Linked DNA regions of Triticum aestivum: region 2 is linked to region 1. A link is a contact called in public Hi-C data. All regions are on one chromosome and are shown on one strand. Each heading gives the region's core, a stretch centred on a gene start, on an enhancer-like site or on the middle of the called end of the contact. The rest is flanking DNA. Distances are from core to core; before and after follow the strand shown. Region 1 holds the start of LOC123078740. Region 2 holds the start of LOC123078742 (mitogen-activated protein kinase 8).

The links. Hi-C and Micro-C count contacts between places; a contact is called where the count stands out from the background.
Region 2: a contact with region 1 is called in a Hi-C map of leaf, with 4 times the contacts expected there. The contact joins the promoter of LOC123078742 here to the promoter of LOC123078740 in region 1. A contact is called at or near these places in 2 of 5 Hi-C or Micro-C datasets (both in leaf).

What each region holds. Positions count from the first base shown.
Region 1 is chr3D:338,268,368-338,273,901 of IWGSC CS RefSeq v2.1, reverse strand. It overlaps LOC123078740, which reads left to right and starts at 3,364. Exons shown (of 7, transcript XR_006437630.1): 1 at 3,364-3,553; 2 at 3,711-4,588; 3 at 4,673-4,825; 4 at 4,969-5,181; 5 at 5,275-5,473.
Region 2 is chr3D:338,727,808-338,733,341 of IWGSC CS RefSeq v2.1, reverse strand. It overlaps LOC123078742 (mitogen-activated protein kinase 8), which reads right to left and starts at 3,506. Exons shown (of 11, transcript XM_044501345.1): 1 at 3,096-3,506; 2 at 1,255-1,663; 3 at 420-547; 4 at 244-303. The coding sequence starts at 3,134.

The sequences.
Region 1 (5,534 bases), core at 2,115-4,614:
ATCTCCACGCGGTCACCCCAAAGACGACTCGGTGCAGACACTGTCTGGAATGACCCAAACCGGAGAGAGGCCATCGGAGTGGATGTAGGGGCCGCCCCCTTCTCCGTGCTCAGCTCTGTCGACTGAGTGGATTTTCCAGTCGATTTCTCCTTCCCAACCTGGTCACCGGGAGTTCCTCCATCCCCTGATCACCGCTACCGGGACCACCATCGGTCATATCAACATCTTTGATCACAGTGTTATTATCTGTCAAATGAGCCTCCTCAACCACAACCTCGAGGTCATAGGACAGACCATCATATGTCCAAGGAACATAATCCAGGATGAATTCCGCATCAACAACACCAACAAGTAGCCTAGCAACTCCATGCAGACGTGTAAATGGCATGTCTACCTTCTCTGTTTTACCTAACGGAGAGCCAAGACTCCAAACAATATGGAAATCATTAAGAAGAGTCTTTGGGACACCTGAGAGTTTGATCCAAACCTTATCCAATGGTATCCCCGTCGGCTCAGGTTTTTGCATTCGTTGAACTCAAGAATGCATTTACTCCTAGGCACCTTACTGAGTCCACACTTCAGCAGGTGATTAAGATCCTCCCTCCTAGGGAACTCCACTCTGTAGACCTGATCCTCCAATATGATAGTTGCACAGAGAAAAGTCTTAGAAACTAGCCGCCTGAGCTACTGACACACCTGCTCCTCTGTCAAAGTCCCTTGAGTGACCTTGACCAAACCAAGCTTTGAGCTCTCCATACAAGGGGTTACCGAGACCGTGCGTGGAGTCTCAAAGAACATGAGCTTGTTGTTGCAGACACCGTATATGGTCACCACAAGCTTAGGTACCAAAAGCAGTGGACACTCCTCAGATGAGTGACCAAGCTTCAGACAAATGTCACATAGCACCACCTTGTAGTCAATCACAAAGTGGCCTGGCTCGCCACATCGGTAACAAGTCATCTTTTCTTTCTTACGGGCCGCCTTATTAGCCCGCATATTCTCAGCTTTGTCACTCCCTTTGTCACTCATCCCATCTCTATCATCGACAACTGTCGCGGCCGGAATAGATACCGCCACCAATGCCAAAACGACCGCCACCGCCTCCTTGGGCAGAGGCGCCGTTGAAGTAGCAACAGTGGACGCGACCGCCTTGGCCGTCCCATAATCAGACGTTGCCGACTTGACCGTTGGCTGCTTAGGATGAACCTTGGGGACATACGGGCGACGCGGAGGGGGTTTCGGCCACCCCCCTCGACCACCCCGCTGACGATAGTTAGGCCCCGTGGCACCCTCAACGAACTCGCCGGGTGGAGAGTTGAAGTTTCACAGCCATTGATTGCCGCCGTAACCCCGCCCTCCACTGTCCGGCCACTGGTTCCATCCATTCGGGTAGCCCTGATAGCCACCGTCATAACCGCAGCCAGCACCATAGCCGTCGCGACCACCATTAAAACCTCCGTGACCCGTGCCATAGTCACCGTTCCCGCTGTTGTTGGGGCCGGCTCCATAGCCGCCGCCGCCGTTTCCAGCCCAGCCCGCGACTGCCCCGCCAGCTGCCGCGCCGCGGCCAGCACCCACCCCGCCAGAAGGAACAGCGAGTTGCTGCTGTTGCGCGGGACGAGGGGCGACTCCTGTCGCTGCTGCTGCGCGGGCCATGAAGGCGGCAAAGCCCCGTCGTCCCGACCAGCCATCACCGAAGGAATGCAGGCTGCCCGACCGTCGCGCGAAGGAAAGCCCACAACTGCGTGCCGCCAAATCCTAACTCCAGACGACGCCGACGCGTGCATGAGCGGTACATCTGCCTGGCGTTGGGAATCGATCGACGTATACCCGGTCTCCGCGAGGCGAGTATGCGCGATGCCTTGAGGCCCATCTTCGGCCAAAACCACATGGGCCATATACCCAGTGAATGTGGCCTCCGGACCCCGCGACCCATTCTTCTCTGGATCGGGCCCCAACGAGCCCACTAGCTCGTTCAAACGCTGCGATCTGGCCGTGCTAATCCCGATCTGGATCGCCGGAACCGCCGGCGGCAGCGGCGGCGCCGCCCGGCGTCCTTTCTTCTTTCCCACGACTCCGGACGGATTAGATCCATCATGGTTAGTTTAGGCAAACATACCTTGGGGATGGGCCCCTTCCATGGTCGAATCGCCGATGCCATCGTCCTCCGATGGACGACCCGCCGCACCATCTCCGTCTTCTCCCCGGAATGAAGCCCAGCTCTGGCCGGATCGTCCGGAGGGAGCACCTCCTCAACGACCACAGCCACCTCTTCCTCGTCGTAGCCGTCGTTGAAAAACTCGCACACCATGTCGGATGGCGTCAACGAGTGCATCTCCGACGAGCCGCCGCCCGCCTCCCCATCCTCGTCGTCGCCGTCCTCGTTGGCCAGCGCCCAGAAGCGCCCGTCGATCTGCCGCCGCTTGCACGTACCGAAGACCTGGGCGTGCGCCTGGGCGCCGACGACCCCCACGGTCGCCCTCGCCCTCGCCTCACGCATACTGAGGCCTATCTTTTGCAGCATGTTATGATCATGGATGTGAGAAAGAAACGAAATTATGGCGCTGTGAATCGATCGACGTATACCCGGTCGCCCTCGCCCTCGCCTCACGCATGTGAGAAAGAAACAAAAAGACTGGCGTGTCATAATAGGTGGCTTGAAGGGCATTTGGCCCGATCTTCTTCAGCCCACACGTGTGAGCGAAAATGCTTCATGCCTTATGTGTGGCACTTATCAGGGTTCATTTTTTTCCGAGACTGCCAGATTTGGAGGATCTAATCAAGACAGGTATACGGGATCGATCCTGAAAACCGACGGTTATTATACCGGATGACCCGGTTTGTAGGATCTGCTAGAGATGCTCTTATCATTTGGGATGCCCTGATATAGGTGGACAAACGGGCCAGGATAAAACGAGCAAGCCCGCGAGTACGCCGGCACGGCCCGCCATGGGCCAGGCATGACACGGGCTAAACGGGACGTGCCCGGCACGCGGCATGCATTGGGCCATGCCTGGGCCTGGAGCCTGGGCACGCGGGCCGGCACGTCACGGCCCGTTTATTTTTTTATATAATTCTTAATTTTTTTTATATATGTATACCTAAAATATAGTCCAATAGGCCTAAAAATCAGCCCAACATGCTGAAAATATGCGGCCCAGCATGCTAAACGGGCCAACGTGCTGGCCCGTTTACTAACTGGGCCGTTCCTGGCCCTGGAGGCTTAGCACGCGGGCCGGCACGGCACGGCCCGTATAGTAATCGTGCCCTGGCGGGCCATGCCGGGCCAGGCACGATTACGATGGGCCGACCCGTTTGGCCAGGTCTGTGCCCTGAGGGCTTAACCCCCACAAGTGTATGATCCAACAATTATTACGGTGGTTCTCCAACCCCCATCTGTCCACCCACCCTCCACACCACACACCCCTGCTCGCAACCCATGGCAATTGAGTTACGGAGAACTCAGTGAGGGGTGGTCACTGGCTCAAGGTGGTGAGTCGGAGACGCCGGCGGATCTGCTTCCTAGGCCAGTTACGGCCCCGGCCCCCTTCAGGTACTCACGGTCTTACGAATCGAAGTAGGTTCTTACTGCCGGGTATGAGAAATGCTCTCTGTCCATTTGTTCAGAGTTCCTCCTTACGTTATCAGCTAGTTTAAACTTGAAACCAATGGATCGATCACACGCCCACCCGTAAATCCTTTTTTTGCAGCGCCTTGTTCTAGAGGAGTAGGCAAAATTTACTTGTGTGCCGTCTGTTTGTTAGTTCATCACATGGTGGCGCCACTGGACCAGGCGGCACCGCATGCCACATTGGAACAAGATCAGCGAGACGCCGCCACAGCCACAGAGAATAGCGGCAGGGATCACGGAGCTGCCGACATAGCAGATGCTGATCCAGGCGAAGCAATAGGCGCTCCTGGATCCGCACCTTCTGTCACGTCAAGGATTTCGGTGCAGAAGGTGTGCTCACTCGTGGGCAAGTTTAACAAATTCAAGAGGGATTTGGTCGAGGAGATAGGCTTTGGTGGGATGCTGGGGATTCAGATGTTGGCAAAGTTGAATTTGAAATTCAGCGCGTGGCTAATGGAAAGAGTCGACGTCGAGTCGAGTACACTGAAAATAGACGAGCAAAGGGTTCTGCAGATCCAGGACCATGATGTCCAGAAGGTATTCAGTCTGCCATGTGGCACCAGATCGATATGCCCCGATACAACCGAGCCATCCGAAGCCTGCAAAGAGTTCATGCGAGCTTCTGCCTATTTGAGCAAAGGCGCGCATAGTCTAAAGGCCGCGGAGGCTTATCTCCTGAGAGATGACATCAATGCAGATTCCAGCAAGGTCCAGATAGATTGCTTCAAGATAGCCTTTGTTATTTTTGTTGTTGGGCACCTGTTGGCTCCATCGACTAAGCATGACTACATCACCATAGATTTCTGGGCTGCACTCAACGATATCTCGCAAGTTAAGGAATTTAATTGGTGTGCTTATGTACTCGAGCATTTGAACAGAGCTGTTGGGAAGTTGAAAACTGATATCCGCAACCGGAACATCACTGTACATCTTGTTGGCTGCCACCTGTTTCTTCAGGTCCTTGTTTCTTCCTATTATTTTTGTGTATCATAATTTTGTACAGCTCAGACCATAATATTTGAATGTGCAAATGTCGTGCAGGTATTCTACTTGGACAATCTTGATCTTGGTCCACTTTCCAAGACAAAAGACCATCTACCAAGGATTAGTCTTTTTGACTACGAGTCGGTTAAGAAGATGATAGAAGTGATCACTAGCAACGTGGACGGAGATACATCATTCGCTGGAGCTAGTGTGAGACCTCTCCCATTTAAATTTGCATACAGGCAGTATGTGCTTTCACAGAATGACAGAATAGTGTTCAGTTCAGTAGCTGAACACATGCAGTGGTCATGTACATGTTCATATTTTTTATCCCTTCCTGTTTGACATGCCAGTTTAGGCGCGCTCAAGATGTTTGCTACTCCAGAGTCCACTACGAAAGCCACACTCACCGACCAGATGTAGCTTCTGACCTGCCCCATCATGCCCCAGGTTTTGTTGGCACAAAGCACCAACACAACCCAATTACTCCCATGCTACGAAGCAGCTTCACTGAAACTGGACAAGAAGATTTCTCCAACCATCTCCGACTGAAATACCCGTCATTTGTGAGTCATTAGTTTCTTATTATTAGTTGTGATTTCTTCATGTTACATCGAATTGCGCTCCTTCTGTTTGTGTAACTAATAGTGCAAATGCAGGCAGACCACCCGCTTATGACCATTTTGGAAGAACATAATGCACACATGTTGGAAAATATATCTGAAATTAGGCGAAGTTGCGAAGTGGCGATGTCTACCTTCGCGGACAAGCTTCTGGGCTATATATCTGAGAACCGCTGTTGCTGCAGAGCGGTGGGACGAACCGATTGTTTACTGAGGTCGCCGCACACAATTCATGGTGGGAAGCACTAGAGCTTTTTTGTTTCAGGGTTTCTACCCACTCTTGCATAACTAACAAG
Region 2 (5,534 bases), core at 2,257-4,756, 460 kb before region 1:
TTCATCTATATATATATATATATATATGTACAGCACAGCTGTAGACTACATGGAACACCATAGTGAAACCTTGTATAGGTTGTGAGTTGTGACACTGATTTATCTTCTTTTATTACTATGTGCGCAAGAATAATGTGGTATTAAACAGCGTAGCCTGCCCAGCAATTGCATGAGGCATGTTTATGTGGACAGTAGCGCACAAGATATCCTAGCAAACACAACAGAGATGTGCAGACTAGTTACCTTAGTAAAGAAAGATCCACAAAGCTCAGGAGCCCTATACCATCTAGTAGCAACATAATCCTGCAAACAATGATGAATAGAAGATAAAAATTAAGTGCCAAAAGACTACCTTTGAATACAAATCTAATTTGGCAAATAACACAGGATGTGATTCTAGTCTACCAAAATTTACATACCGTCCAAAATACAGTCGTGGGAGTGTCATTGAATGCCACTCGTGCTAGCCCAAAATCACATATTTTGAGTTTACAGTTAGCATTTGCCAATATATTCTTTGGCTTCAAATCACGATGATAAACATTAGCTGCAATCATATAAATATTGGTCAGGTCACAGACAATGGTAAATGAACATGCATTTTAAATTGGAAATGGATGATTTTTGAAGCTGATAATGTTAGTAGCTCAACAATGGATAGTGGAAAATAATCATGATGACATTAAAGGTAAATACAAAGAAGTGTACATTTCGCAACAAAAAGCATGAAACAAAGTGGGAGATATTTTTCAGGTCAATGAAAGGCCAAATATCAAAATCATCAGAAGACAAATGATCAACAAGAACATAACTAATGTGGGACAAAGGACAATTTTCTCTAAAATATGGCGGCCATGGTTATTGGGTTAGCACTTGGTTAAAAAAGGCGCGCCTAAGGCGGGTGCTTAAGCACGCCTAGGCTCTAGGCGATAGCAAAATGCCTAGCGCTTAATTGTGGTTAATGTGCGTATAGTTGCGCTTAAGTGTATGGTTTGCTCAGAAAAGCACAAGGCGGTTGCAAAACGCACAATTAACGCCTAGTGCCTTTTTAACTTTGGCACTAGAGTGAATTTTATGTGTGAGTGCATTTCTCCAAATTGTGTATGCTCCACATGGAGCGGAGCAAAGCATCAGCAGCGAACTACAGATAGGGTATGGATAAAATACCTACTCCTGGATATTCAAAAAAGATTATAGGACGACAATAGAGAACTGCATACTAACTCAGATCTCAATTTGAAAAAAGTAGCATACCGGTATGAATATATTTCAGTGCACGAAGCATCTGATAGAGAAAGAACTGATGGTGTTCTTTGGTTAAGTCATCATTGGCCTTGATGACTTGGTGGAGGTCTGTATCCATCAGCTCAAAGACGACATAAATATCCTTGAAATCCCTCCTTGACGGAGGCAACATTATATGCCTGATCTCAACTATATCAGGATGTCTCAATAGGCGGAGTAATTTGATCTCACGGAGGATCCGAGCAGCATCAGATAAATGCTCAAAGATATTGTGTATTTTCTTGATTGCCACCTTGTCGCCAGTATGTTGGTCAATAGCTGAACAAACGACACCGTAACTCCCTTTACCGATGACTTCCTGAATTTTGTATCTATTAGCATCGCCATATTCACTGAAGAAGTCCATCTCCGATGAACCCTGAGAGAAGTGGAAAAAAACAGAGTTAATACTGCGCAATGGAGAACCTTTCCACAACTGAAACAAAAGACACGCATACAGAAAAGAAGGCCCAATTTACTGAGTAATATCTGCCTCAAGCATTGAGCTCAATGTCAGATGGCCCAGCCTGCCAGCAAATAAACTTAGTAAAGGACCAGAAAAGGTTCGGCTCATCCTTTGGATAAACCCCAGGTGATAATACATACTAGCCACATAGGCTCTCAATGAAACAACTTAAAGGACAAAAAGAAGTTAAACCCAGGTTTTCCACCGCCCAAAAAAATTCCTCAATACAACAGTCAAATTTTGTATAAAGGCCACTTCATACCGAACAGACCACTGAAACAGCAGACTTGTAATCTGCATCCAACTGACTCACAGAGTTGTATACAGCACAAAAAGTTGGATTCCGTAAGCTTCTGGATCACGGTGCGCAAAGACGGTAGCTACAACTCCCTGTCCGATGCAAAACTCCTTGGCCTCCAGCAATGAGGAAAACAGCGCTTATCGAGCACAAAGGGCCCAAGAATGACTATTTAAGGATGTGTTCTTGGGCATAAAACCATCTATATCAATATCAATATGCCTTCCAAGTGGGCACAGAATATGACAACCTAACCTAATCCACTGAGACAATTAAGATGATTGGCTATAACTTTTTGCAAGAAAAAAGACGGTAAGAAGACCACAGATTTGGGTTGAGTTGAGATAAACATATCTACTCAGCGAATCTAATACCGCATTTGCGTTTGTGGCACCTCTTAGGTTGCATCTGAATCACCCTTTTTTTTTCTTTCCCCTGGTGTAGATTACAGGAGTTGAAAAGGCCTCAGTAATCCTTTACGAAGCAACGAGTACTCAACTACTAGCATGGAATGGAAAAGTTAGAAAAGAATACCATTTCCTTTATAGAGGGACAATGCAAGAAAAGACGCAGCCCAACCGCAGAAGAAGATTTCAGGAAAGCACCCACTAGGGAAATCCAACAGAGAACCTTGTGTTAATAATTGAGGTGAATTGTGATCCAGAGACAGGAGTGAAAAGGATCCCTTTTTCGCGATAAGAAATGGAAGAAAATAATTCAGCTGGACTGCGAAGCTGAAATCAACAACCTCAACTTATACGGAAGGAAGGAATTGTCGACGGAAGGAGAAGAGAAGTTGCAGGACACCAATGGCAAGAGATAATTCTGACGGGCGTGCGCGGCGGAACCCCCCGGATCCCACGAGCCCAGTGCCCCCTCCTCATCAAATCAAAAAGAAAAAAGAATCCTCCCCCGAGGCGAGGTAGGTTCATCCAACCCGCCGGACGAACCGACCGATCTCGAAGCGCCAACAACCCACACGGGCACCGAAAGGCAGCCAACCACCCCGCAACAAACAGCAACCCCTGGCGTGGCGCACGGTCTCACCTTCCTCCGCTGCTGCTGCTGGTGCTGGTCCGGCTGCATCGCTCACCGCCGCTGGTCCGCCGGCGAATCAAGCCGCATTTGTCACCGCCGGCACGCGCGCGCGAGGGAGAGATCTCTGTCTGTCCCCGGGCCGGTGTGGCGGGTCGGGCGGATCGACGATGAAACGAGGGAGCGCAACCCCAACCCCAACCTGAACCGGAACGCTCGTGTCTTGTGGCCCGGCTCGCTGCGACTGAGCAACTCGCGGGCGAAGGGGGTGTGAGTTGTTGTGGCGTTGGTTTCGTCCTGTGGCCCGGTGGGGGTGGGGCAACGCAAAGGGCAAACCCAAACACAAGGAGCTCCGTGCCTCCTCCTCCTCCTCGTCTCGTCTCGTCTCGTTCGTCTGGTGCGAGCGATCGGGTTCGTTCGGGGAACCACTGACGGGCGGGCGGGCGTTAAAAAGAAGTGCTTGCTTGTTTTCTTTCTTTTGACAGCCGCGCGGCGGTGGGTCACCATGTGATTGACGATGTGGATGATTTTATGGAGATCCGTTCCGCTCCGGTTGAGTTTGGAGCGGCGTGGCGTGGTGGCCAGGCATGCGTTTTTCTGGCTTGGCCGGCGCGAAGACGGCGACCGGCAAAACCACCTCTCTTTTTTTTTTTTACTAATAACACACTTTTGTTCAGCTTGCGTGCTTATTTTGTGGCGACTTGCATCAGTCACATGGCCAGCCACGCCAATATGGGGATGTGCGTGGAACGCAAGTTATTTTTATCTCAACCCAACGGCTTTTCCGCACCTTTTTCTATCCCAACGGAGTACAGCAGTAAAAACGAGTAGCGGCTCGGTTCGCGTGGGAAGTTTCGTGCGCTGAGCCGAGCCGTGATATGATAAGATACCGCAATTATCTTATCGGTTGGTGGATCTGGATTTCTTCCATCTCATCTCAACAGTATTCATAGCAGCAGGATAAGGTCTCACCGACATACGTACATGACGCCAAATAACCTAATCGGATCTCGCATGTGCTGTGGTGTTAATCACCCATCTTCTTTTCCTTTCTTCATTTCCTACCCATGTGATCGTCTTTTTATGTGAGGGAATCATGAACAGCATCAGCTCATCCCTCGCCTACTAAAATGCTTCGAATTTATTCAACTTTATCCACTGTCAACCAGGTCGAAATGTTCCTGCCTACTACTCTCTACTACCTCCTTTTGGGTTTACTAGTCCACATAGTATTTCCGGTCAAACTTCGACCACATGTTTGGCTAGTAAGATGTTAATGCATGTCACAACAAATTATAGTGTTGGATTCTTCTTTGAATGTACTACATCCGTCCTGATTTATTAATCCCCTTTATATTTTGTCCCGAACGTAGATGTAACTATAAAATATAAGTTGTATGTCATTAAATTTTATTGTTTGATTCATATTTGAAAGAGGTTTCCAATGATACTATTTTTGTGGTATATAACTTACATTTTGATAGCTAAATCAATTGTCCAAGTTGTCCAAAAATACAATGGGAACTAATAAATCCGGACGGATGTAGTAGTTTGAAATGAACTTATATATTTTACTAATAATAGTTAAATGTATGGTCAATATGACTCATGATATGAGGGGACTAATCATCCCGGATAAAGGTAGTACTCCCTCCGTCTCAAAATGTAAGATGTTTTTCCATACTACCAGAATGCGAAAAAACGTCCTACATTTTAGGACAGAGGGAATACTAGATAAGATTCAAATCACCATGAAGTTTCATTTCGAAGTACGGAAATATCACTACCATACCAACAGTACGTGTTAAATTCCCTGGAGTACTTTATTTATCTCTCCAAGTATTAGGTCTCGTTGCTGCTCAACAACTCCAATTGACGTCCCAGCTAATTTACGTACCGAAATTGCTGCACGTACGACGCTTGGATATACGATTTTGTACGATTCCTGATCGGGTGGTGGGCAGCGGCTTGCTCTGACAGTGCCGTATGAAAATCGTATGGAAATAATCGTACGCATAGCAATGCTCTTTACGTACCATGCACGACATCATCTGAGTTATTATTGCATCATATAATAATGCATAACTAGCTGGACACGGATTTGATGAGCATGGTTTCACGCGTGCCCTTATGAATAGTATATTTTAAAAATACTAGAATAAATAAATCTGTTTTTTAATATATATAGTCAATTGGTGTACTCGCGTATGAAGTTTCACAAAGAAATCACATCGGCGATAATCTGGGCAATGACAAAACCAAAACTATAATAAAAAATACCGTTTCATGAATATTATGGCCCCAGTTGTACTTTCTTCACTAAGAATATCATGTGTGTCAATACATCACCAAACTTCACATGTGAGTAAAATGGTTGACTAAGTTTCATACCCTAAAATTTCAGAATTTTTAAACTTCTCTTATTTTTTTACTCCTACTTTGTGGTGGGTT